7 separate regions of the Mus musculus genome follow, and regions 1, 2, 4, 5, 6 and 7 are each linked to region 3. A link is a contact called in public ChIA-PET, HiChIP or PLAC-seq, Micro-C and promoter capture Hi-C data. All regions are on one chromosome and are shown on one strand. The core of a region is the stretch at or near the end of the contact, and the rest is flanking DNA. Distances in the headings are between cores, read along the strand shown.

Region 1 (3,633 bases), core at 262-2,761, 680 kb before region 3:
GAGATGAAAGGACCTCAAAGAGTGGTCCTCTGACTGCCACACACACATAATAATGAAAAGAAAAAAAAAAACCTCAAACTTTAAAATGGCATTTCTGTAATTTTTGTAATAATATAATTGAAACTGGGTTTGCTTGGTGAATTTAGAATATTCTTGACTTGCTTATTGTTTATTACTGTGAAAACTAAGGAATGTATCGCCAGGGCGGTGGTGGCGCACGCCTTTAATCCCAGCACTTGGGAGGCAGAGGCAGGCGGATTTCTGAGTGTGAGGCCAAACTCAGGTCTACAGAGTGAGTTCTAGGACAGCCAGAGCTACAGGTACAAGTATAGAAAGAATCCGTGCCCCATACTGACTGCTGTGGGGTGTGTGTGTGTGACAGAGAGAGAGAGAGAGAGAGAGAGAGAGAGAGAGAGAGAGAGAGAGAGAGAGAGAGAGAGAGAGAGAGAGAGGTAGGTCATGATCTCAGTCTGATACATCTGAGATTCTAGAATAAGGTTAAGAAATATGCAGGTCTTTGGGGATCACAAATAATGTGTCATTTTTAGGAGAACTTGCCCTTTTCATTTTCTTTCAAGGGACTTTCATTGGCGACTTTTCACTTCTCAGCACTTTTCTGTAGAAAGTTTGGGAAAACTTGGGGAGGTAATAAAGATCTACAGACTCAGCACCATATGACACCCAACAAAAGTGGGGTCAACTCCATCCCATCCTGTGTGTTAACTTGTTCCCTTGAGATTAAGAACATAGACTGAAAACTGTGAATGGTTGCTAGGAAGCACATCAACTGTTTTGCTTTTAGACCATCCCCATACCTTTAACATAGCAAATGACCGGAGTATTACATTTATTTTAATTAAAAATTTGTGCGCCCTACCCCCACTGTGTGGGGAGGTCAGAGGATAACTTTGTAGAGTGGTTTCTGGGCATTAAACTCTGGTCCTCAGGCTTACAACATTGAAGGGCAAGTACTTTTACCTGATGAGTTTTCTTTAGGGGAGACTGACCTTGAACTCTTGATCTTCCTTCCTCTTTCTGCCTCCACGTACTGGATTATATTCATGTCCAACTCCAGCAGAGTCACTTGGCAGTTTCCGAACTCTGGTGCAAGAGCCCAGGTGCAGGCCTGTCTGATCTGAGCTGTGACTCTCCGTTGCTTGGGTCGGGGAGTGCCCCCTGGTGGCAGGCAGCGGTGGTGGGCGGGAGACCGAGTTTGTGGGGAAGGTTGCGCCGGCCTGGCCTCTAAATCCTTTATCACGCGTGCCTGGGTCGTACCGGCCAGCCGGTTTTGAGCTGGCCCAGTGTACCCAAAGCTAGCTTAGTCGCTCCCTTTTCAAGACATCTGGTCTCTGGCCGCGCGTGCCTGTGTGTCTGCTTTCTTCCTTTGCAGGACACTTGGACCTAGTTGCGTGTGCTCGTGGGCCAGGTCTCTTTCCTTCTCTCTTTCTCCCTCTGCAGGGCGGCTGACCTCTGGTCGCGCCTGCCCGTGGGCCTGGCCCCTTTTGCAGGAGACTGGCCCCTGGCTGCCCCAGGGACGTCCTAGAGTTTGGACTTCCGGGGTTGGCTCCCAGTCTGCTGCTTGTCACCCGCCAGGGCGTTTCCGTGCCCATGCATGGGCGCGGCCCTTTAAACTTCACTGTTTTTTAGACTTTGGGGGTGTGGTCACACTTTCTTTTTTTTTCTTCCCGTCCGTCCGTCGCGGTCATCCCAGACTCGCGGGTCCTTCTCTTGCCCTGCTTTCCAGATGCTTTGGAGTCATGAGACGGGAGGGCGCAGGGACCCCTCTGATGGCCGAGGTGATCCGAGGTGAGTGCACGGGGCAGGACTTAGGATGGCTGGAGGAGCGACTTGCTGCCCTAGGAGCCCAACTGGCCTCCTTTCTGGGTCCACTGACTTTGGGGGTAAACCTTAATGTGCCTTAATGTGCTTGTGACCCCTATGTCCTACAGCCTCTCCACCCACCCTGTGTGGGAGCTGGTGAAATTCCCAGTCCAGCCAAAGATCAAAGGTCATTTGTGATTAGAAAGGACAAAGCCCTGTCACCCATTTGAATGCGGCTGCAAGAAGTTTGTTGCATTTACTAGGAGATATTTGCAGCTGTTCTGAGAGAGGAGATACAGATTGGAAAGTTTAAAGTACCATTTGAGAAAAGGACGTCTCGGCTCTTGTTTCTTACCACTTTGATTTTTGCCATGTTTTGGGTGTAGGTATCTGAGTGCTGTTAAGATGTTGCCTTTTTCTGGGGGTTGGTGGGAATAAAGATGGATGGAGCCTTTGAACATCACTTCCCTTCTTGCTGAACTCCACAGCATCTGACTCATGCAACACAGATTCTACCCCAGTCTGGCCTCCCCTCACATTCACCTTGATTTTAAACAGCAATTTATAAGAAACCCAAAGCAGTGATTCCAATTTAAAAAATACGTATCTATGAGATTAATTGTATAAACATACCACCTTGTGTTCTATAGTTGTAAACAGCAACATGTATTTTCATGTATTGCTACATGTATTTTCAGTGTGTCATCGTAAACTTAATGCATGGTTATAGGCTAGCTATCAGAGGTATGCTGAATTTCCTGAAATTTCTTAGTCTAGTTGCTGCAGAAACTGAAACAGTACCACTACATGAAATAATCACCTACCACCATGGTCCTTACTAAGATTAAGACAATTTCTTCTTTAAAGCTTTGCTTATTTATTAATATTCACCAAAGAGACTTTTTGAAGTTACACATTGTCACCTCTGCCATCTGAAACATGGGGTGGGGTGGGGGGGACACAACAAAATCAAACAAGCCATCTTTGAATTCATCAGAAAGGAGTTGGGTCTTGGCTGGGGACACCTGTTTAAGAACTTGAAGAAAAGAACACTGCTGTTTTCCATTGCAGATCGCCTTTGTTTTGCCATTCTCTACAGCAGACCAAAGAGTGCAACAAACGAACATTATTTCAGCATAGATAACGAGCTAGAGTATGAGAAGTAAGTATTGCCTCTTGGAAGACTCAAACTTTTGAAATTTCCTCTGAGGAATCTCTAGGTATGTGTGCAGATGACATAGGCTTGGAAAAATTGTATATCTGAAAAACACTTGCAGCTGGGTGCTGTTTCAGATTCTTGGTTAAAAAAAAAAAGATCTTTGAGGATACAAAGAACCTCTATTTAAACCCTGATTAGTTATTCTTATAGTTTATACTATAGAGCTGTGTAAAATAAGAATGTGTAAAATACTGGTTTTGCTAGTGGATAATATGTCAAGAACAATTTTTTTTTTTAAATTGAGGTTAGTTATTCTACGATTGGTGTGTGTGTGTGTGTGTGTGTGTGTGTGTGTGTGTAGGGCTATGTTAGGGGGAGGTAACAAGATCTGGTGCAAGTAGCTGAGCTCTCTGCTAATGAGGTGCATAACTCTAGCTCACTTGTTGAATAATTATGTAGGTATTGTTTACCAGAATAATTCCTTCTGTTAGTATTAGTAGGGCAGGACCTTAGAATTGTATGGCCAGTGTTAATTTGGGTTGGTGGATGCCCTCTTGCCGTAATTTTAGGAGCGTTTACATTCAGAGCAGCTAAAACATGTATACTTGTTTCTATTTATTTTTTTTAAAGCTTCTATGCGGATTTTGGACCAC
Region 2 (3,462 bases), core at 459-2,958, 870 kb before region 3:
AAATTAATTAACCAGGTAAAATGGCAACGTCAGGACGGCTGTCAATCATCAGCATCCTTATGGGTCTTGAACCACCTGTCCCACACATAAGCTGCCTGGAAAGCCCTTTTATTTTCAACAACAACAAAAAGGAACCACCTTAGTGAAGGTTTTATTTTGGCAGTAAACCAGCATTGGAACAAATAAAAATACACACCTACATTCAGACAGTACACATGTTACACACAGTACACATATATAAACACATATCTCATGTTATAAAGATGAGGTATGAACACATATCTCATCTGCAGTAAATTTTGAGGCACACACCACTACACTTCACAATACAGGAGCACACAAACTGATTCCATCACACATAAGCTCTCAGGAATCAGACTGAGACCAATTCCTCAGTGTCACTAGTGCTGTGTACAGGCCAGAATTTTTAGGAGGCCCCAGGGGCATTCTGGCAGTGTCACTCAGCTGCAGACCCATGAGCTGATGATAAAAGCCAAGCATTCCCCTGTGCTTAACAAAGACCCTGAAGAGAAAGAAAGAAAGAAAGAAAGAAAGAAAGAAAGAAAGAAAGAAAGAAAGAAAGAAAGAAAGAAAGAAAGAAAGAAAGAAAGAAAGAAAGAAAGAGGGAGAGAGAGAGAAAGAGAGAGAAAGAGAAAGGAAGGAAGAAAGGAAGAAAGAAAGAGAGAAAAGCAGGGTGAACGGAGGGTGACCACACATGAAAGTCTTTAAGATATCCTTCAGAACAAAGTAGGGGCTCAACGGGTGCAAACTGCTGAGAAGTCAGCATGGTTAGGGGCATAATTTAATGGCCCAGCACCTGTCTAGCATAAGGAAGGTGGGAGAGCAGGTATAGGAAGGAAAGGAGAAAACAAAAAGAAACACACACAATAGTTAAAGGGGGGGGGATGCATAAACATATGAGCAATGGGTGTGTAAATGAGAGAGAATGGGAGGGTTAAGTACTCAGGTGAGAGTGGATCTGGGAGCATAAATAAGGAGTAAGCAGGAGGGGGCAGAATGGGGATTAGAAAGGACTCCTTTAAAGTGTATACTGGTGAGTAGAGAGGGATGGAAATGAATGAAAGTGGTCGAGAAGCTGCTGTCTTGGAACCTGCCACCGGTCTTGTTCACCCGAGCCCTGCATGACCACCTGAGCCCAGCCCCACTCACATATTGACTGTCCTCTATCTCCTGCAGAGCCTTGATTTCTCTGAGGGCCTGGTTAGGAATACCATCCTCCAGCCGCCGCAAGGCCACCTTCTTGAGGGCAACGATCTCGCCAGTCTGTGCAGGAAAGAGTGCCGACACTGCCAGAGACCTTTGGCAAGGTAGGGGCAGGGAGAGAACACCCCAGGAGCGAGACACCCCACAGAGACCCGCCCCTAAGTCGGGAAGATCTGAACCGACCGCCAGGGGTCGCGCTCCCGCAGTCCGGCCGCTGGAAGCGGGATCGCCACAGATGGGACCCCGCCAAGTATCCTAAAGAGACCTCTGAGGCGCGCCCGCGCGCGCTAGCAGATCTCTACACGGAAAGACTGCAGAGGGAGCGCAGTGGGCATCCCTCGGACTGCACGTGCGGCATGGTCTCACCTCTACGTGCTTGGCTTTGAAGACGATGCCGTGGGCGCCCTCCCCGATGCGACCGAGGATGCAATACTGGTCCATGTCGGCCCGCGGTGCCCAGATCCTACTCTACAGGGATCCAGCATAGGCTCCTGCAAGCGTTGCCTAGCAATAACGCGTCTAGCAGCTGCTCCGTAAAGCACGTGACCGGAAAGACCAGTGCTGAGCTCAGTCAGGAATCTGCATCCCCTCTAGGCAGCACCTTTCCGCAGCCTTCGGCAGTCACTCTATCGTAATCTAACGCTCCAGGACGTGGCCATAGCACCACGTGACAAGAAACGCTGGTGCGTGGGGCTGAGAGGGGCAGGGCTACGCATGTAAAGGGTGTGTTCATTCGCCCAGAGGCGGAGCCTCTGGTAGGGAGGTGGATCTGGTGGAAGACTTCCAGAAACCAGCAAGAGTATCAGGTGGCAGGCACTCACTCAGCCGCTCTCTACATTTAGGCCTCTTTGTAACTGACGCAAATCATTGTTGCAGACAAGCACAGAGCTGAGTCGTGGAGTGTCTTAGTTAGGATTTTACTGCTGTGAACAGACACCATGACCAAAGTAACTCTTATAAGGACAGCATTTAATTGGGACTGGCTTACATGTTCAAAAATTCATCCTTTGTTATCAAAGGAGGGAGCATGGAGCATCCAGGCAGGTATGTTGCAGGAGGAGCATATTCAACTGCAGGCTGCTCGGAGAAGACTCGCTTCCAGACAGCAAGAGTATTAAAACCCACTTCCACAGTGATACACCTACTCTAATAAGACCACACCTGCTAATAGTGCCACTTCCTAGCCCAAGCATATACAAACCATCACATGGAGAATCACTTGGGTCTTTGGTCCCCAAAGGGCATCATGAATCCAAGTACCTTTTTTAAAAAGCTTACTAGCACTGACGATAAAGCTCCTTTGGTGAGGTGCTTGCCTAGAGTGAACAAAAGCCTTTGGTTCGACTCCCTGTACCACCTATGTTGGTTGCTCTAAATCACATCTGCCGTCCCAGTACTTGACAGGGTCTTATTAATCTACACAGTGCGATGCATCCTGCTTAATAAGAGACCTTATCTCAAAATAGAGAGAGGTGTCCACAAGTATATGAGATGACGACCAGCACCCCTACTAATTAGGAAAAATGAAATCAAACCACAATAAGATATCTTACACCCTTTAGGATGATTACTATCAGGAACGTAGATGATAAACCTGATACAGTTGTTCTGACTATAACTCTTGTATCCAGCAGGCCAAGACGAAGAGAATCTCAAGTACGAAGCCAGTATGGACAAGGTTACCTGCTAACATGGTAAAGCTGTGGAGAAATCAAGACAGAAGAGAGGGGAGAAGAACCTACACTAACGTGGGAAGGCAAGGATGCCAAGAAATTACCACTTTTGTGTGCGTTTGTTAAAAAGTGTTTCAGGGGTGGTTGCTCACTCCCTACAATCCCAATACTAGAGAGACTAGGAGTTGCAGGAGGATTGCCTCAGGTTCCAGGCCAGCCTGAGCTACAGTGTGAGACTTTCTCAAACCCAAAAGAAACGAAACTTTTAAATAGAATATGAAACTAGCCAGGCTCTATGGACTGGCTGTGGGACCCTCTTCTCAGGGAATGAGATAAGTGAAAGTTTTTGCCATACCTGTGGCACACACTACGCCTAGGTTTAAATCAGAAAAAGGAAATCCAAGTGTGGACTAGGGGGTAGAGGGAGCGTGAGGGGGCAGAAGCCCAGGAATTTGAGCTTATCCTTGATTGTATGCTGAGTGTAGCTTTCATTGGCTAATTACCTCTGAATTAAGGAGATTGTAGCATTGATATCCAAAACTAATACACTGGGGTTTTGTTTGTT
Region 3 (3,247 bases), core at 608-3,107:
CCCGTGTTTCTGGGTCTGGTGTCTACTGCGGGGAGGAGGAACTTCAAAACTTATTGGAGAATGGAATGTGCTTTCTTAAGTGTTATTTTTTTTTTTTCTTAAAGAGCGTAGTTGTGTAGACAGTTTAATTTGTTGCTGGCTCCAACATTCACTCCCCTCCCCACTACGCATTTTTCTTCTTCTTGTTGTTTGTTGTTGTGAATCCCCTGAATGTCTTGGTGACACTGGACACAATATCAGGACAAATCGTAGCGCTCTATGAACAATTTGTTTAAAATGAATTCCACATCAAAGCCTTTATTCTCTTCTACGTCACGCTATTAAATGTTACAGGGTGTGTATCGAGCTTTATTTTGTTTTAAAGTTTAAAACTGACTTTAAGAATGTGATTAATTAATGAGGATCCAGACGAATTCCAAATATCAGGAAATCTCTCATTTCCATTTCTCTGGCCTGCTGAAAAGATTTGCTTTTTATATATTAAAAATTCAAATAAAATAGCAGACTTGTCTGGAGTCTCCTTATAGACGTTTTCAAATTGGACTGTATTGTGTATTGGAGGGGGGCGATAGAGGAGTGAGAGGGGTTTTTAAAAGGGCTGGCTTTTCCCAACATCCTTGCTCGCCTCTTTAACTTTCCATTTTGTTTATCTTAATACGAGGCGTTGTTCCCTGCGAGAGTCTAAGTCTTGCCTTTGGTTATAAAAGAAAAGAGGAGAAAAAAAAATTGGCACACACTGGCGCACTATCCACCACCCTGTCATTATTGGTGCAGGCCTGGGAATTCAAGCCGGACCTCCCAGTATTTGCTGCAGCTTGAGGCCAAAGTGCCTCTAAAAGGGTTTTCTTTGAGGAATCTCAGAAATTGTTTAAGCGCTTAAAAAAATATATTACCTATCCCTCATGTCTATTGCGAGGCAAATGCTCCTGTACGTGTGAGTGTGTGCGTGTGTATGTGTGTCTGTGTGTGTGTGCGCGCGCGCTCGCAAAAGGCGTCTCGAAAAAGAAGACACTGTTGAAAAGAAAAGAAATAAGAAAGAAAGGAGGGGGGAGCATTCCTTAATGGAAGTATTGCATGCGAGAGGGTTGGCGCTGAGCGAGCGCCCCCCCACCCCCAAGCCTGGGATGCACACACGGGGGTTGCCTACCTGGGTGGTCTCTCTACTTTGGTGAGCTGTTGCTAAGCAGCTAATAATAGTCATGTTTGCTGAGTAATTTCTGCCCTCCAAGAGCCAATCGCGTTGCAGAAACCCAAGCCATCTGACAGCCCCGGGGGCGGGAGTTCCAGCCTTTTTCTCTTTCGCTCGCTCTTTCCCCCTCCACCCCCTCCCCTCCTCCTCCTCTTTCTCCAAATGGAGAGAGTTCTTTTTTTTCTTCTTCCATCTCATCTATTGAGTCAAGGAGCTGCTGCGGCCGCTGCCCGCTGCACACACACAGAGCGGAGTCCCCAGGTCCCGGTAGCGAAAGAAGCGCGCGGCGCGGGGGCAGAATGGTCCAGCGGGTCGGTGAGGAGAACAAGAAAGCAGAGTCCGGGACCGAGCAGCCACCGCGAACCCAGCAGCCAGAGAGCGACCAGCCGTTTCAGAAGCCGCCACCGCCAACTCCAGCCGCAGCCGCAGCAGCACCAGCAGCAGCAGCGGCAGCCCCGGCCCGGCATCGTTGAGACTCGCCGGGTACCGTCGCGTCGCCCGCAGCGGGCGCCGAGGGAGCCGGCGCGAGCGGCGGGGGTCTGCGCGCGCCTTCTGCCGTGAAGGGGTCGCGGCGCGGGGCGGGGACGTCTGGGGGGGACTTGGGGACCGCGAGGCGCGCCCTGGAAGCGCCGGCTCTCGCCTTCCCGCGAGCTGGATGTGGGCAGCGGCGGCCGCAAAGACCTCGGGACTCACGCGCAATGTGGCAATGGAAGGCGCAGGGTCTGAGTCCCCGGCAGCGGCCACGGCCGCAGCACCCGCAGCGCCCGCCGTGTGAGCGGCAGCAGCGGGTCTGTCACCCGGAGCCGGAGTCCCCGGCGGCCAGCAGCGTCCTCGCGAGCCGAGCGCCCAGGCGCGCCCGGAGCCCGCGGCGGCGGCGGCAACATGGCCTCGGCTGGTAACGCCGCCGGGGCCCTGGGCAGGCAGGCCGGCGGCGGGAGGCGCAGACGGACCGGGGGACCGCACCGCGCCGCGCCGGACCGGGACTATCTGCACCGGCCCAGCTACTGCGACGCCGCCTTCGCTCTGGAGCAGATTTCCAAGGTGCACTTCTGTCCCCTCCTCCCTCTTCACTTTTCCCTCTTCTTCCTCCTTGGGATCCCTGCCACACAGACACACACACACACTCCTGAGAAAGCAGCAGACAAGTGAAGGTTGAAAAATTCAAACCCTCCCTCCGGACTTTGGAGGAAAGGGCTGTCTGAGGTCCGCAGGGGGTGGAGGGGTGCCTGTGTGTGTGCGTGCGTGTGTGTGGTGTGTGCGCGCGCACACGCCCTCCCTGGTGTGCCTTTTCCGGAGCTTTGGAAACCGTCCTGAGTGGACCACCTCCAGGGCGGCCGCAATGCGGCACTGCCTTCGGCCCCAGCGCCTTTCTCCCGCGCCCCTGCCCACGGTTGCAGCCTAAAGTTCGGCGTTGCCACATTTCTTAACCTCTTTGAGGGGGAGGCGGAGTGGAGAGAGGCGGAGAGAGACAGAGGGGAGGGAGCCAAAGTAAAGGTGGTTTCCTTTTTTGGCAGCCGGTTCTGCTTTCGTTGAGCTTGAAATCTCTGCTCCCTTAAAAATTATTCTCGGGAGAGGACGTCCCCTCTCTTCCAGGTCTTGGGCCGCCTCTTCTCCCAGCCTGCCGGGGAGGGGGGCAGTTGTAAACAAGTTGCCACCTTAAATCTTCGGTACGGGTGTGCGGAACGGCCGGGTTCATTGTGTTTACGAGGCTGGCTGAAATGTGTGGAATCCGGGGAAGGCAAGCACCTAGCCTGGGGCCCGCAGGGGCCCTGGCCAGCACCCCGGGCTCCGCCGCCCGGAGAGCAGCCTGCGCCCAGCCAGGACCCCCGCCGGCGCCGGCCTGGGCCTCTTCCTTGTGCACTCGGCTATTTTAAAGAGTTCACCAGGAGGGAATGGGAGAGGGAGGAAAGATCCTTGTGGCCGCCCTCTTCCGAGCACAAATAGTGTAAGTTGTAGATGGCTGCCGCATTTCCTAACTGAGCTCCCGCGGTGTCTCCTAAGGCTGTGGAAAAGAGTGTGGACCGAACTCTGGCTGCGGGGCTCACCACGTGGACCTCG
Region 4 (3,304 bases), core at 632-3,131, 710 kb before region 3:
AATATTACTTCAGCAGGATCATAACTATGCATCTGCAAAATAGGAAAATGCGTACACGGCATAACTATGTACACCTAAGATTTTTCCCTTTATTTAAACCATGTGCATTTTGTTAGACTTTCTAGTGGCCAGAATCTAGCCAAAGCATTCTATTTGAAGGTGAGAGAAAAATCAACTGACGTATGGAAAGTACTTGGCTGTTAGACATTCAACTAAGCCAGTCTCAAAAAGTAACGAATGTGGGCCAGGAATGTGGCTTGCTGGGGTAGATCATTTGGTCCAGCACAAGCAAGGGTTGAGTCCCAAAAGCTCAAAAAAAAAAAAAAAAAAAGGAACATACTAGACACACACACACAAGAGAGAGAGGGGGGGGAGAGAGAGAGAGAGAGAGAGAGAGAGAGGGAGAGAGAGAGAGAGAGAGAGAGAGAGAGAGAGAGAGAGAGAGAGAGAGAGAGAGAGAGAGAGAGGGAGGGAGAATCCAGTAAGGTGCCTGCAGTGGCTCACACCAGGAATCCCAGCACTGGAGAGGCAGATGCCATTTTCAGCCCAGTCTGGGCTGTGTAGTGGAACACTTTCTTCCATGTAATCCTATGGATTATAGTGGTGGTTAAAAAAAAAAAAAACAAACCAAAAAAAAAAAAACTTTTCATAAAATTTCTGATTGTGACATTTGGTGGCCCTTCTACTGTGAGTCCTTGGAACCGTGTGAAGGACTTTCTCTTCCTGGGCAAAAGTTTTTGCTAACACTACAGACATTTTAAATGTAAGGCCTTCGTTGATGTCCTATGGAAACCCGAAAGGTGAACAAGCAGGTTCTTAAGGGCCCCTGGCTAAGGAAAGCCAGTCCCATATCTTATCTTTTCCGAAGCAGCAGGCTTAAGGTAGGGCTTCAAAACAAAAGAAGCCTTCCCTAGGGGAAGGAACTTCGTGAAATCTGCATTTCTGAGAGGTTCTTTGGGGGAGGGGAGGAGGGACTGAAATTTATCCCTCTGACTCTTGACTTCCCTTTCAGACTAAATCGCTGTTGACTACAGTCCTGCCGATGGGGACTTTGGGACTACCGACTGCTTCCAGTCTCCTCGCCCAAGTAGATGCTACCGTGAAGCTGGGCTCTTCAAAATGGCAGCTATGGTCAAGTTCCAGAAAGATCTGATATCTTTTTAACCCAGTAGCAAAATATGGGGCGGTACCACTGCAGACCCAAAGGAGAAAAGGCCGTTTGCTCAGCTGGCCACATGCTCCAACACTTCGTGCTAAGTCGGACCGTGGCCACCTCGGCTACCCACAGCGAGAGCTAGCGCGCTCCTGGGTTCCGAGGTGAGGTGTCGGAAGGTTCAAACCACCGCGGTAAATCGCATCTCCAGGTGGTTTCACCGACGCTAAGAAGCCCTTATCGATCCGATCCGATCGGATAGGTGGGAAAACGGCGCTGGTCTGAACTTCTAAGTTCTGAGGTCCACTCTGCCTTGCGTCCACAGAGCTGAGGACCGTTTCAGCAGCCTACACACTCTCCTAGCAGGCGGCCATGACAAGGCTCCCTTGGCGCGAATTACAGGGGAGACCCAAGAAACACTTAAAAAAGAAAAAAATTCCATCTCAAAGATCCGAAGTGGAGTTATTAGGGTAGGGTTGTGCAGGAACTCGGAGACTCACTCGAGGAACTGGGGACTGAGGCGTCAACACCTGGACACAAGAGACAAAAGTTAGAGGGGTCCCACCAAGGGGGTCGCCAGCACGCTTTCTGCCCGATTGGCGGAAGCGCTCAGACTTTTCTTTATGGCGTCACCGAGTACCTGCCTGTAGGAAGGCTCCAGTTGCGTGACGTCACGCCGCACTGACCAATGAGCGGCCCGAGCCGGTAGGCCCCGAGGAGGGTTGTGGGCCCTTCTTTTTGTGAATGAAGCTCCACGGAACATCCCTCCTGGGGGTCCCCGGGAGCCGCGGCCCGCTGAGCTCGGACGCCACGGCAGCAGCGTCCCAGGGAGCGCGCGCTTTGCTCCAGCCACCGGCCAGCGCTGTGGGGCCCCCGGGTCGCGGGCGGCGGGAGACGCAGCGCGAGGACCCGGGCCGGGTTGCCGGGCCATGGTCGCGGTCCCCTGACGGGCCGCGACCGCCTCCATGAAGCGTAAGAGCGAGCGGCGCTCGGCTTGGGCCACCGCGCCCCCCTGCTCACGCCGCAGCTCGTCCTCCTCTCCCGGCGTGAAGAAGAGCCGCAGCTCCACGCCGCAGGAGCTGCACCGCCTGGAGCAGCAGGACGACCTGTACCTGGACATCACGGGTGAGCCCCGCCACACCCCCACGAGGCTCGCGCCTCCTCGAGCCTCTAGTCGCCCGTGCGCCCGCGGTAGCAACTTTACCGGAGATGGGCCGAGGGGTCACTCCTGCAAGTGAGTCCGGCCTCGGGAGCGGGGCGGCTCTGCCCTCGAACCCACCTCATCGCGGGATGAGCCGGCGCGGTTGTTCCCACGCGAGTCCGAGCCTCTGCTGAGTCCCGCTGGTCTTTGCTGTCCCGAGGGCCCAAAGCCTCGCTGAGCCTTAGCAACGCGTGGGATCCGGCCCGAGCCCCCGGCCGTCCGACACCCCCCCCCCGCCCCCCACGCTGTCGCGCCCTCTCAGGCCTCCTGAGGGATCTTTGCCCTCCCTCTCGTGCCTCCAGAAAGGTGTCACGTTGATGGCGTTTGAACCACCAAGCGTGCTAAGAGCTCAGAGGTGTCACTTTTGAGAAATCCCCGCCAGCCGGAGCGGGTAGAATAGCCGCTTTCGAGGGTGATTTTTTTTCTTGGTGTCTCAGTTCTTGAAGACGAAAGAAATCCGTTTTGGCAGCCGCTCGGTTTGCTGGGGTTGATAGAGAAGCCAGAGCTTTGCCTTCGTTGTACTGATGTACGTGGAAAAGCGTTGTCAGCTGCATAGCTGCCTGCGCGGTTGAAGGAAGGTGCCGCGTTTTCTGGGGCGGATGGTGTCCACCTCTTGGTGGGGTTTTTAGAAAAGGTTTCCAAGACTTGAACTTGGACTTTGCTAGGTGGGCTCTCGATTGGTGACATTTATTTATTTAGGAAGTGTTTAGACAAACAAATTTAGTAGAAAGTATATTCTAGATTAATGGGCAACTAGAAAGTAAGACCGGTTTTTAAAGGAAGCTGAGAGGAGAGGAAAGGGTTTTTTTTTTTAGCGTTTGAAGGAGGAAGACGAAGGACTTGTTTTAACTATAGCCCCTGACTAGTGTCTGCCCAGGTCTACCGGTGTGTGACCCTGAAGGAGGAGACACCCTTGCCCGGGTTCCTTCCAGAGACTTCGTGCTGGTTGA
Region 5 (3,258 bases), core at 27-2,526, 680 kb after region 3:
CTTCAAGCCAGTTTGATAGCAATCTTTGTACATCAGACAGGGAACACAAACAGGCTAGATGGAAGGCACGCTGCTAGCTCTCCCAGCTTCAGCTCTTGACCTTCTGCAGTCTGTTCCTTCATCATGTAGAACAGAGCAAGTCATAGCTTTCCAGCTTAAAACCCTCCACAGGTTCTTCCAGCACTGTGAATAGAACCCACAAGTGTTTTGCTATGGTTTGTGAGATCTGTCATAATATCATCCTTCTCTCTCTTTTCTCCTTTCTTTCCTGGTGTCTGTGTGGCTGTCGGGTACACATGTGAGCCTTGGGCGCTGTTCCTTGGGCACTGTCTACCTTGTTTTGAGAGATGGTCTCTGATAAGCTTGGTGCTAGCTGATTGCACTAGCCTGGCTGGCTAACCAGTCCCACAGACAAGTCCACTCTGGTTCTTCTCTTGCATCCTTCAGCTTTTTGCTCAAATATTATTTTCCCAGTGAACTTTTCCCTGACACCCCAGTTTACTCTTCCCAGCATTCTCTATTTATCTTTCTCTTTTCATGATTCTCTATGCCAAAGTGGCTCCTGTAGCAAACTGATCCATGGTATGTTTTTGTTTCTTTTTGTTACTTGTCAATCTTACACTCAAGAAGGGCAGGAGTTTGTACTCCTTGGGCTCTGACCTCAAAGAAAGCCGGTGTCCTGGTGCACAGTACCTGCTCAGTAATTAATTGTTCTACAAATCAGCCTATGACTTGTGACAGCTAGAACAGGCACGGGTAAGGACGCTGGCTGCGGAACAGCCTGACTTCAGAGAATAGCTGTTTGTGTCTGCATTAGTTTTCTCTGCGGAAGACACTTAGAAACTAAGGTTCCCAACAGTTCTCCAACTCTAGAAACTGGGAGGAGGCAACAATTAAGGATTCAGAGTGGATGTGGATGGGAGAATCCATTTCCCAGGAGATGGGTCAGAAGAGACAGTGATGGTTCAGGAAGAGCAGTGGGTAGGGATCGAAACCAAGCCACCTCAGGCTCAAGTGCGGCTTTCCCTGAACTAGTTACTCAACCTCCCTGAATTTGCTTAGTATTTTAAGCAGGTGGGTGGGTGGGACGGGGGAAGGGTTATGGGAGGAGGAGTCCATCATGCCTTCCTCTCTGGCAGGTTATAGCGGGCATTGGAGGAGATAACCATGCAGGTAGCCCAGAGGCAAGGTGGGCGGTGGGGCAACAGAGGAGGAAGTAGCGTTGTCAGCTTGGCATCTAGGGGAGGGTGCATGGAACGGAGGGAGGGAGAGGCTAGGAGGACCTTGGCCAGCGGGCAGAATGGCAGTTGGTAGAGGAAGGGAGCAAGGGGGTGTTTCCTGGGACAGGGGGGCGGAGACCTGGAGACTATAGGCTCCCCCAGGACTCAAGTTCATTGAGTTTCTGCAGACACTGAACGGCTTTCAGTCTTCCCGCTGTGACTATCACCTGTGGGCTCCACCTGCCTGCACCTTTAGTCAGCACCTTTAGCCAGCACCTGCGCCAGACCCCAGCAATGGCGAACCATGCGCCCTTCGAAACGGATATCAGCACCCTGACCCGCTTCGTCATGGAGCAGGGCAGGAAGGCTCAGGGCACGGGGGAGTTGACCCAGCTGCTGAATTCGCTCTGCACCGCGATCAAAGCCATCTCGTCTGCGGTGCGCCAGGCGGGCATCGCACAGCTGTGAGTTAGGCCTCTGGCTGCCGCATCTTATCCGTTAGAACGACTGGGGTCTGCTTCTCTGGACCCCTGCTGGGTCCTGATGGGTCTGGTTGCCAGTGTCGCATCTGACAGTTAAGATTCTGCTCTGCTGCACACAGCCCTCGTTCCCTTCTCCTGGTGCACAATTGCCGGATCTCTTCTGGTCTCAACTCTCCTTTTCGCTCCTCCCAGATTCCTGGTATAAGTGAGTGACTTACCAGCTGCCCACCCGGGACTCTCTAAAGTGCCAATACCTGCGCCTTTCTCCCCATTTCTCTTTTAACCTCTGTTACTCTCCTTGGAAATTGAAATCCCAAATTCAGCTTCTAATTCAGTATCATCCCTAACCTAGACAAGCCCCATAAAGAGTATCCCACCACTTATCAGTCTGGAAGGGAGCCGCCACACAGTATTCCGGGCGCTCCCTCTTTCTGGAGCCAGCTGTAGACTCACCTCCTGAGCACCAAAATCTCTCCCTGTTTGCATTAATGCTAGGAGCAGATCTTGCCCAATTATTAAGAGCTTAAAGACAGAGCAGAAGTAGTAGACTGCTTTTGATAAAGCCAAGAATCCAATCTCCTTCCCCTGAACCATCTGGGGACTTTGTTATGCAGACCCTCCTTGAATAAGAAAAGTTCCCTGTGGTAGATGATGGTGATGATGATAAGGGGGAGGAGGAGGAAGAAGATGAAGAAGAAGTTTATGTATTTATTGAGACATGGTCTCACTATGTAGGTCCACTATGTAAGGTTAGGGTTAGAAACAGGTTCTCACGATGTAGCTTCTACTGTCCTGGAACTCACTGTGAGTAGACCAAGTTGGCCTTGAACTCAGGGGTTATCTACCTGCCTCTGCCTCCTGAGTGGGGATTCAAGGCATGGTGGGTGATTTTAATGCTATGGTCCATATTTTGTACTGTAGGTAGGAGCAAATGAAGAAACATGGAGTCTCAGAACACCTTCATTTTTTAAACTACACAACACTTCTGTACTTTGTTCTGGCCTGAGCAACATGTTTGGGACCTAACTGGTTTTCACACAACTGAATGGAACCTGGGTTTTCAGGTTATCGGTATACTTTCTTAACAAATATCATACTTAAAAAAATTTTTTTCCTACGAGCAATGAGAGACTGATATGTGAGATTTGTAGCTAACTTGAACATATAATCCTTTGAAATGGATTTTTAAATGCTCCTCCAACAGTGTGGCCTGTGTTAGCTATGTGTGCATTTATTTCTGAAAAACTCTGGTTCTGCTGTGAGGCTTGGTGGATAATCCTTAAGCGTAAAACACCTGGTGATGTTTACTTTAGATGCCAAGCAAGGCTAAGCCTTACTAGAGAAAGCTAGGGACATGTATATTAGAAGTGATGACTCCCTCACTGTTTCGCTGTGTTCTTAGCCCTAAGGAGCCTTTCAGCCAGCACACTCAGGTAAAAGTCTCACTTCAAATTAAATTTACAGCTCAAGGATTTAGCTCTCTCAGAACCTGGGGGTTTTGTGAGAGACGACAGTTGCCATTTCTTACATTATTCTAAAAATGCACTGGTACTTGC
Region 6 (3,242 bases), core at 52-2,551, 730 kb before region 3:
GTCCTGGGAGCCTCTCACCTCCCAGGTCTCTGGTGCACTCTCAGGGGGGGGGTGGTGGGGGGGTGGGGGGGGCGGGTAGTTCCTCCCCCTAACCTTCTATTTCCTGAGGTTGCCTGTTTACATTCTTTCTGCAGGCCCTCTGGGCTTCAGTCCTTTTCCCTCACCCAATACCAGATAAGGTTCCCCTCCTCCTCATCCACTTTCCCTCCCAAGTCCCTCCCTCCCTCCCTCCCCACTTAATGATTGCTTTCTTCTCTCTCCCAAGTGGGACTGAGACATCCTTACTTGGGCACTTCAGCTTGTTGAGCCTTTTGAATTTTTGAAATCTGTGGGCTGTATCTTATGTAGTCTGTATTGTTTTTTTTTTTTCCTGGTCTCTTCTTAATTACTGCTAATTTCTTAGCTCCAGCTAACCAGCATCAGTAGTCCCAGTAACACAAAGGTTTGTTTTAGTATGTCTGGTATCTTTTTAATCACAGCTGAATCTTCAGCCCCAGCTAACCAAAACCACAGAATCTTCACAATCAAAACATGGCCCTGATAAGAGTCTTTAATCTTCCCTCTGAAATTTCACAAGCCAGGCCTCCATCTTCTGCACTGTTCTCAACATTATCTTCCAAGCTCTTACAGAACATCACACAGAGATCTTAACATTCTAATGGCTCTTCTAGCTCAGAATTCCAAAGTCCTTCCACGGTCCTCCCCAAAACATGGTCAGGTTGTCACAGGAATACCCTCCTATGCTGGTACCAGTTTGTCTTAGTCAGGGTTTCTACTTAGTCAGGGTTTCTATTCCTGCACAAACATCATGACCAACAAGCAGGTTGGGGAGGAAAAGGTTTATTCAGCTTACAATTTCTACATCGCTGTTTATCACCAAAGGAAGTCAGGACTGGCACTCAAGCAAGCCAGTAAGAAACATCCCTCCATGGCCTCTGCATCATCTCCTGCTTCCTGACCTGCTTGAGTTCCAGTCCTGACTTCCTTTGGTGATGAACAGCAATGTGGAAGTGTAAGCTGAATAAACCCTTCCCTCCCCAACTTGCTCTTTGGTCATATGCAGGAATAGAAACCCTGAGACAGTAGCTCACAACTGCCTGCAATCCCTACGTCAGACATCCTCACACACATACAAGCAGGCAAAACATCAATGCACATAAAATGAAATAAAATAAAAACACAAGGCAGAAAAACATTTTTTTTATTTTAAAAAGTTAAAGCACTTAGATATTTTATGCTAAGTCTAAGTGTTAAGTGATTATGTCATGGTTTCATTTCTGTTGCTGTGATAAAAAACATCCTGTGGCATGCAGCTTAAAGGAGTAATTTTACTTGGCTCACAATTCTGGGTTACAGGCCATCACTACAGGAACTCAAGGCAGCAGGAATTGTATGTATGTATGTATGTGTGTGTGTGTGTGTGTGTGTGTGTGTAATGTAGGATCTGTATGATCACGTTACATCCTCAGTCAAGAGCCAGGGCCTTGAATTAACACATGTATGCTTATGCTCAGCCTCCTTTCTCTACCAATAATACAAAATCTCCTAACCAGAGGATGGTGCCACCCACAGTGGGTACACTGATCAAGGTGATTCCCCACAAACTTGTCTACAGGCCAATTTAATGTAGACCAGTTCTTCACTGAGACTCCCTTCCCAGACGATTCTAGATCATGTCAATTTAATTTATTTCAATTCAGTTTAATTGAAAGTTAAAATTAACTATCATAGACTGCTTGGATTCTGTTGAGCCACTCAAGAAAATTCATTGTATCCCAATAGGGTTTATGAGAATCCCACTTTATAGCCAGCCACAGTCTTCTGCTGTGCAGACATGCATGCAGACAAAACACTCATCTACATAAGCTGTAAATAAATATTTGTTAAAATTAAGCAACCCAGGCTTGTGGTTAGTGTCTTTGTTAAGTAGGGCCCCAACATGCGACTTAGCTTCCCGCCTGTCTGACCTGACATTATCTTCTGGGAGAATATATCTCCACTGAGGCTCTGCTTAGTTGGCACAGGTAGCTGGAGTCAAACTGACCAGAAGGATGTCAGGATGGCGCAGTAGGGGAAGGTAAGCTTAGGCCTGAGTGTTTTTCTCTACAGTCATCAGTTTAGAGCTTAAAGTCTGGTGTAAACAAGGCAAGAATAAGAGATAAAATAGTTCTAAAACGAGCAGATACCGAGTTTCTCAGCTCAAATGGAGCAGGAATGTTAGTCACAGAGCAGAATCGTCGTCAGTCATTGTGAAAACAGTAGAAAATGACAGGCATCAAGCAGCACTTGTGAGGCCCGTGCCCTGCCCTCCTGTGGCACTGTCATTTCCAATCCAAGCTTTCCAAGAACTTGGAGGGAGATTTGGGGATCCTGGCCAGGAAGCAGCTACTTTACTCACTGGCTAGAACATCTCCAAGGCTAATGGGAGTGAACCTGGAGGGAGCAGCCTAGTCATAGGCCCAGGAGGAGAAAAAGGTGAAAATCATTAACTGCCTGTGTAGCAGAGTATGTCCTGGAGAGGAGCATGCGGTGAGAAATCAGCAAGTATACATGGGAAGTTAAGATAGAAGGGGTACAAATCTGAGAAATGGGTCACCGATGTCCTTTCTGGCAGATGAGTCAGGTCTGTTGCACTTCTTCCTTTAAGACAGTGTCCTCAGAAGGGACATTACCCCCTTCCAGTATGTTTGTCCTGGAGATGTTTTTGGTTGTCCAGCTCGGCGACCAGTGTTACTCGAATTTAGCTGGTGTAGAAGGCAAGGATGTTGCCAAATGCCTTTCTGTGCAATAGAAAAGGACATCTGAGCCAGTGTGAGTGACAGGTTTGCCAGTGTTGCAAAGAAGGAAAAGGTCAGTGGAAAGTTCAGTGCTGTGATCTCCATTGCAGAGTAAGGAAAGGAGGGCGGGGCACAATAGAGAAGGTTTGCGTGGCTGGAGAGATGGTGGCTTCACCATTAAGAGTTCACGGTGTTCTTGCAAAGGACCCAAGTTCAGTTTGCAATGGGAGACTCACAACTGCCTGTAACTCCACTTCCAGGGGCCTCCAGCGGGCACAGCATGAACATGCAGAACCACACACAAATACACACATAAACACATAATGCAAACATGTTTTAAAGACTGTTTCATATAAGAACTGGCACCATATCTAACTGGAATATAAAATGATAACACCTAAAGACAGTTTTCAATATTTTCAGGACAGAGCCCCCACATAAAGTCCAACCTGCTCTCGGGAAGCC
Region 7 (3,704 bases), core at 491-2,990, 800 kb before region 3:
TTTTTAAAAACTCATGTTGCAGCTAGGTATGGTGATGCACACCTTTAATCTCAGCACTAGGGAGGCAGAAACAGATTTATTTGAGTTCCAGGACAGCCCAGTCTACAAAGGGAGTTCCAGGACAGCCAGGAAATCAAAAATCCTGTCTCAAAAAACAACCACAACAACAAAAGCCTCATTTTCGGGGAGGTGTACATGTGCCAACAGCACATACAAAAGTCAGAGAACAACTTTTGGCTCTCTTCTTTCACCATATAGATCTCTGAGATTGAACTTAGGCTTGGGTTCAGGCAACTCTTTAACACTAAGCAATCTCACCAAGCCCTGAACGTGATCTTTTAAATCACTTTTAAAAAAATACTTCTTTTAGGGCCAGGAGGTAGTGGCGCACTCCTTTAATCCCAGTACTTGGGAGGCAGAGGCTGGCGGATCTCTGTGAGTTTTGAGGACAGCCTCATCTATAGAGCAAATTCCAGGACAGCCAAGGCTACACTGAAAACCCTGTCTCAGAAAATATTTTAAATACTATTATAAAAGACATTACAAGTCAGGCAGTAGTGGCGCACGCCTTTAATCCCAGCACTTGGAAGGCAGAGACAGGCGGGTTTCTGAGTTCGAGGCCAGCCTGGTCTACAGAGTGAGTTCCAGGACAGCCAGGGCTACACAGAGAAACCCTGTCTCAAAAACAAAAACAACAACAAAAACAAAACAAAAAAAAAGACAATACAAATTTTTAAAAATCACATACTGAAATTAACCAAACTCAAATATTATAAAGCTTCTAAACAGAATAGCCAATAAAAAAAATCTTATATGGCTAAAAAAAAATTACACTTTACCGAATTATTTTCTTTCAATCTTACCTATACCTGTATATATATTTTTTCTCTATCCAAGTAATTTCTTCAAGCTACACAACTACAGCCTTCTATTAAATATTACTCTTCTTGAGTGAGGAAGAGGAAACTAAAGCGGATAGCTCGGAGATAGCTTTAATCCCGGCTCTTGAGAGGCAAAACCAGGATGCCTGTGATTGCCTGGTCTACATTATTAAACCCTATAACCCCTATCTCAAACACATACTTATATCTTTTCCAGCGAATTTATCAAATTCCAGAAGTGGCGCATGCCTTTAATCCCAAAACTTGGGAGGCAGAGGCAGGCGGTTCTGAGTTCGAGGCCAGCCTTGGTCTCCAGAGTGAGTTCCAGGACAGCCAGGGCTACACAGAGAAACCCCGTCTCGAAAAGACAAAAAAAAAAAAAAAAAGGAAAAAGAAAGAAAAAAATTGAAAGTAAGAAAAACAATTCATAATGTAAAGTAGGAAAACAGTCTCCATCGTTCTCAACCGCTTTTTTTCTTTTCTTTTCTAGCCACCATCCTACAACCCCACCCCCACCGCCGCGTCCCCGCCTGCCACGAAAAGAATTTCTACCAGACTTGAGAGAAATGCTCCTAAGGAACAATCCATGTATAGGTAAGGCAGGAAGTGCGGCGTTAGAAGCCACGTGCTGATCTAAATTCTATGGACACCCGTCCAGCCAGACCCTGGAGAGGTGACTCTGTCCTCCGCTCTGTCTTCTTCCACTTACATCAGCATTGTTGTGGGTTAAACAGAAACCACGGGTTATGCAACTCTCCACCCTGCACATTTTAATCTACAACTTTCATACAAAAGGAAAGGTATGGCTGAGGTGGAAATTCCACAGCAGGCCTTTTTTTTCCTACGCTTTTCTTACAGAACCAAGGCACCACGCTGGCGTGGACCCTCCAAAGTGGATCAGCCTCGCCCCAAGGCTTGCACCACAGGACAGGTTACGACCCGGCGGCGTCACGCGCCCGGACTCCCGCAGGCTCCGCCCCGAGGCAGGCATAGCCAATGACGGGGCGGGGGCGGGCCCTGTCGGGGCTGTAGCCTGAGAGGCTTTAAAGCCTGAGCCCGGCGCTGTTCCTCCAGATTCTCGGACCTCGGCGACCTCCGGGGATCCGAGTTTGCAGACTTCTTGTGCGCAGCTAGCCGCCTCAGGTGAGTGACCCCCGCGGGTTTAAAGGCTTCCCGAGCAAGGGCAGGTAGGGGAATCTAGAATGTGGGAACCATAGCATCTGCAACCCGGACTGGAGACCCCCGGATGGGCCAGGATCTCGAGGATGTGTCCTCGGCCTCCCCGAAGTGATAGGCCCTTGTTGTCGAGCGGGGTCTTCATCAGGTCATGTGACTCCGGGCTGCCGGGACCCGTAGGGACAGCGGGACCCCCTCAAGCTGGTCACGGGACCCAGGGCTCCTTGTGCCGCCATAACATTCGCGGGCGGTGGCCGCGAGCGCGGAGCGGACGCCCATCCCCCTCTCCCCCGGACGGGCCCAGCTTGGCCCCTAACCCGAACTGAGATCGCATAAGGAGGCATCGCCTTGAGGCTTCAGTTCGCCTGATGTGCAGCTGTGCGTTAAAGTGTGTGGTGGCAACCCACCCTCTGGGTACTCCTGTATGCCCACTTGGGGTCACTAATACTTGTCAATAAATGACCTGGACCCAGTTGTCCTCTTAAGATTCTGACGCATACAATATCGGAAGACTTAAGACTACCGTGGCGCTATAATAAGAGAAAGTGGGGGGGGGGCTGTCGAGATGGTTCAGCGGGTAAGAGCACTGACCGCTCTTTCAAAGGTCCTGAGTGCAAATCTCAGCAACCACATGGTGGCTCACAACCACCCATAATGAGATCTGACACCCTCTTCTGTGCGTCTAAAGTCAGCTACAGTGTACTTATGTATAATAATAAATCCTTAAAAAAAAAAAAGCAAGAGAAAAGGGTTTACCCCTGTTCCAATGACTACTAGGCTGTTTTTGTTTCAGTAGCTAGAGTCTAGGAACCTCCAAAGATTAATTCCTGACTTGTTTTTCTCCACTCATAATCACATTTGTTAACACGTGCAAGGATGCTTCAACTCAGAACGGTTTACTGCTGGGCTGGTGGCTCATGGATCCCTAAACTTGAGAGATGGGTCATTGAAAAAGTTTAAAGCCTAAACTACATGAGAAACTGTCCTTAAAAGAGAAAGCTTCCGTGGGATTCTCATTTCCTCTTTTTCCTTCCCTAGGTGTTTGAACCATGAATCTTTTACTCCTTTTGGCTGTCCTCTGCTTGGGAACAGCCTTAGCTACTCCAAAATTTGATCAAACCTTTAGTGCAGAGTGGCACCAGTGGAAGTCCACACACAGAAGACTGTATGGCACGGTTTGTAGTGTTTACATTGTCTAGAGAGAATGGTCTTCCTTGCCCTTGGAAGTGTTTGTTTGGTTGGTTGGGTTTTGTTTTTGTTTTTCCAAGTCAGTGCTTCTCTGTGTGTCCCTGGCTGTCCTGGAACTTGTTCTGTGGACCAGGCTGTGAACTCAGTGCTAGGATTTAAGTCATGTGCCACCACTGCCCACCTCTTTCTCCCCCCACAACCCCCCTCTCTAACCCTCAGAAGTTTATAGCCAGAGAGTAGTCTCTAGAGGCCAGCTCTTAGCAGGAATAGCCCAATCATACATCCATTGTGAGCAGAGTAGAGCACATACATCCCTTTGTGTGTTTTCGGGAGGAGTGGTGCCTTTCAGAGTGTGTAGCTGTTCCTGTTCCAGTAGATCCATTTGGTCAGATGGATTGGTTTTTTTATTTAAGATTTAGTTAGTGAGATATATGTCACTCGTGATATATACCACACTTA

The links. Promoter capture Hi-C pulls out the DNA fragments that hold promoters and counts their contacts. A called contact is a pair of places that touch in the nucleus more often than the background predicts. ChIA-PET counts read pairs in DNA pulled down with a chosen protein or histone mark. HiChIP or PLAC-seq counts read pairs in DNA pulled down with a chosen protein or histone mark.
Region 1: a contact with region 3 is called in an H3K4me3 HiChIP or PLAC-seq map of bone marrow-derived macrophages, with 6 times the contacts expected there. The contact joins the promoter of 1810034E14Rik here to the promoter of Ptch1 in region 3. A contact is called at or near these places in 1 of 39 promoter capture datasets (the C10 cell line), 1 of 484 Hi-C or Micro-C datasets (CD4 T cells) and 2 of 115 datasets of contacts at active chromatin or transcription factors (bone marrow-derived macrophages and memory CD8 T cells).
Region 2: a contact with region 3 is called in a promoter capture Hi-C map of liver, with 4 times the contacts expected there. The contact joins the promoter of Cdk20 here to the promoter of Ptch1 in region 3. A contact is called at or near these places in 2 of 39 promoter capture datasets (both in liver), 2 of 484 Hi-C or Micro-C datasets (CD4 T cells and myocytes) and 1 of 115 datasets of contacts at active chromatin or transcription factors (pancreatic cancer cells).
Region 4: a contact with region 3 is called in a Micro-C map of embryonic stem cells, with 9 times the contacts expected there. The contact joins the promoter of Cdc14b here to the promoter of Ptch1 in region 3. A contact is called at or near these places in 1 of 39 promoter capture datasets (hippocampal neurons), 1 of 484 Hi-C or Micro-C datasets (embryonic stem cells), 1 of 115 datasets of contacts at active chromatin or transcription factors (bone marrow-derived macrophages) and 1 of 9 other capture datasets (embryonic trunk).
Region 5: a contact with region 3 is called in a promoter capture Hi-C map of liver, with 3 times the contacts expected there. The contact joins the promoter of Fbp1 here to the promoter of Ptch1 in region 3. A contact is called at or near these places in 4 of 39 promoter capture datasets (the C10 cell line, embryonic stem cells and liver), 1 of 484 Hi-C or Micro-C datasets (liver), 1 of 115 datasets of contacts at active chromatin or transcription factors (double positive thymocytes) and 1 of 9 other capture datasets (adipose tissue).
Region 6: a contact with region 3 is called in an RNA polymerase II ChIA-PET map of memory CD8 T cells, with 6 read pairs. The contact joins the enhancer-like site here to the promoter of Ptch1 in region 3. A contact is called at or near these places in 4 of 39 promoter capture datasets (hippocampal neurons, liver and pre-B cells), 6 of 484 Hi-C or Micro-C datasets (CD4 T cells, cardiomyocytes, embryonic stem cells and 3 more), 3 of 115 datasets of contacts at active chromatin or transcription factors (bone marrow-derived macrophages, memory CD8 T cells and pancreatic cancer cells) and 1 of 9 other capture datasets (liver).
Region 7: a promoter capture Hi-C map of pre-B cells shows a contact between it and region 3, with 3 times the contacts expected there. The contact joins the promoter of Ctsl here to the promoter of Ptch1 in region 3. A contact is called at or near these places in 4 of 39 promoter capture datasets (cranial neural crest, hippocampal neurons, liver and 1 more), 1 of 484 Hi-C or Micro-C datasets (uterus), 1 of 115 datasets of contacts at active chromatin or transcription factors (pancreatic cancer cells) and 1 of 9 other capture datasets (adipose tissue).

The regions. Positions count from the first base shown.
Region 1 is chr13:64,246,578-64,250,210 of GRCm38.p6, reverse strand. 1810034E14Rik (RIKEN cDNA 1810034E14 gene) reads right to left here and starts at 1,511. Exons shown (of 3, transcript NR_045798.1): 1 at 1,008-1,511. It overlaps Cdc14b (CDC14 cell division cycle 14B), which reads left to right. Exons shown (of 14, transcript NM_172587.3): 2 at 2,893-2,983; 3 at 3,611-3,633.
Region 2 is chr13:64,430,799-64,434,260 of GRCm38.p6, reverse strand. Cdk20 (cyclin-dependent kinase 20) reads right to left here and starts at 1,708. Exons shown (of 8, transcript NM_053180.2): 1 at 1,591-1,708; 2 at 1,171-1,284. The coding sequence starts at 1,665. It overlaps 1700015C15Rik (a long non-coding RNA gene), which reads left to right and starts at 1,825. Exons shown (of 3, transcript XR_873594.1): 1 at 1,825-1,907; 2 at 2,856-3,010.
Region 3 is chr13:63,564,345-63,567,591 of GRCm38.p6, reverse strand. Ptch1 (patched 1) reads left to right here and starts at 1,857. Exons shown (of 24, transcript NM_008957.3): 1 at 1,857-2,230. The coding sequence starts at 2,072. RefSeq lists an enhancer at 1,119-1,298.
Region 4 is chr13:64,273,565-64,276,868 of GRCm38.p6, reverse strand. Cdc14b (CDC14 cell division cycle 14B) reads left to right here and starts at 1,881. Exons shown (of 14, transcript NM_172587.3): 1 at 1,881-2,278. The coding sequence starts at 2,119.
Region 5 is chr13:62,886,300-62,889,557 of GRCm38.p6, reverse strand. Fbp1 (fructose bisphosphatase 1) reads left to right here and starts at 1,276. Exons shown (of 7, transcript NM_019395.3): 1 at 1,276-1,684. The coding sequence starts at 1,515.
Region 6 is chr13:64,297,345-64,300,586 of GRCm38.p6, reverse strand. It overlaps Prxl2c (peroxiredoxin like 2C), which reads left to right. Exons shown (of 6, transcript NM_025370.3): 5 at 3,201-3,242. Among named protein-coding and RNA genes, the nearest start is that of Prxl2c, 14 kb to the left of the region's middle. Within about 2 kb of position 1,301, at least 6 of the 459 cell types and tissues checked have an H3K27ac peak or open chromatin away from gene starts, as enhancers often do. A contact at or near this core is called in memory CD8 T cells and regulatory T cells, where this site is marked.
Region 7 is chr13:64,368,556-64,372,259 of GRCm38.p6, reverse strand. Ctsl (cathepsin L) reads left to right here and starts at 1,740. Exons shown (of 8, transcript NM_009984.4): 1 at 1,740-2,024; 2 at 3,096-3,232. The coding sequence starts at 3,107.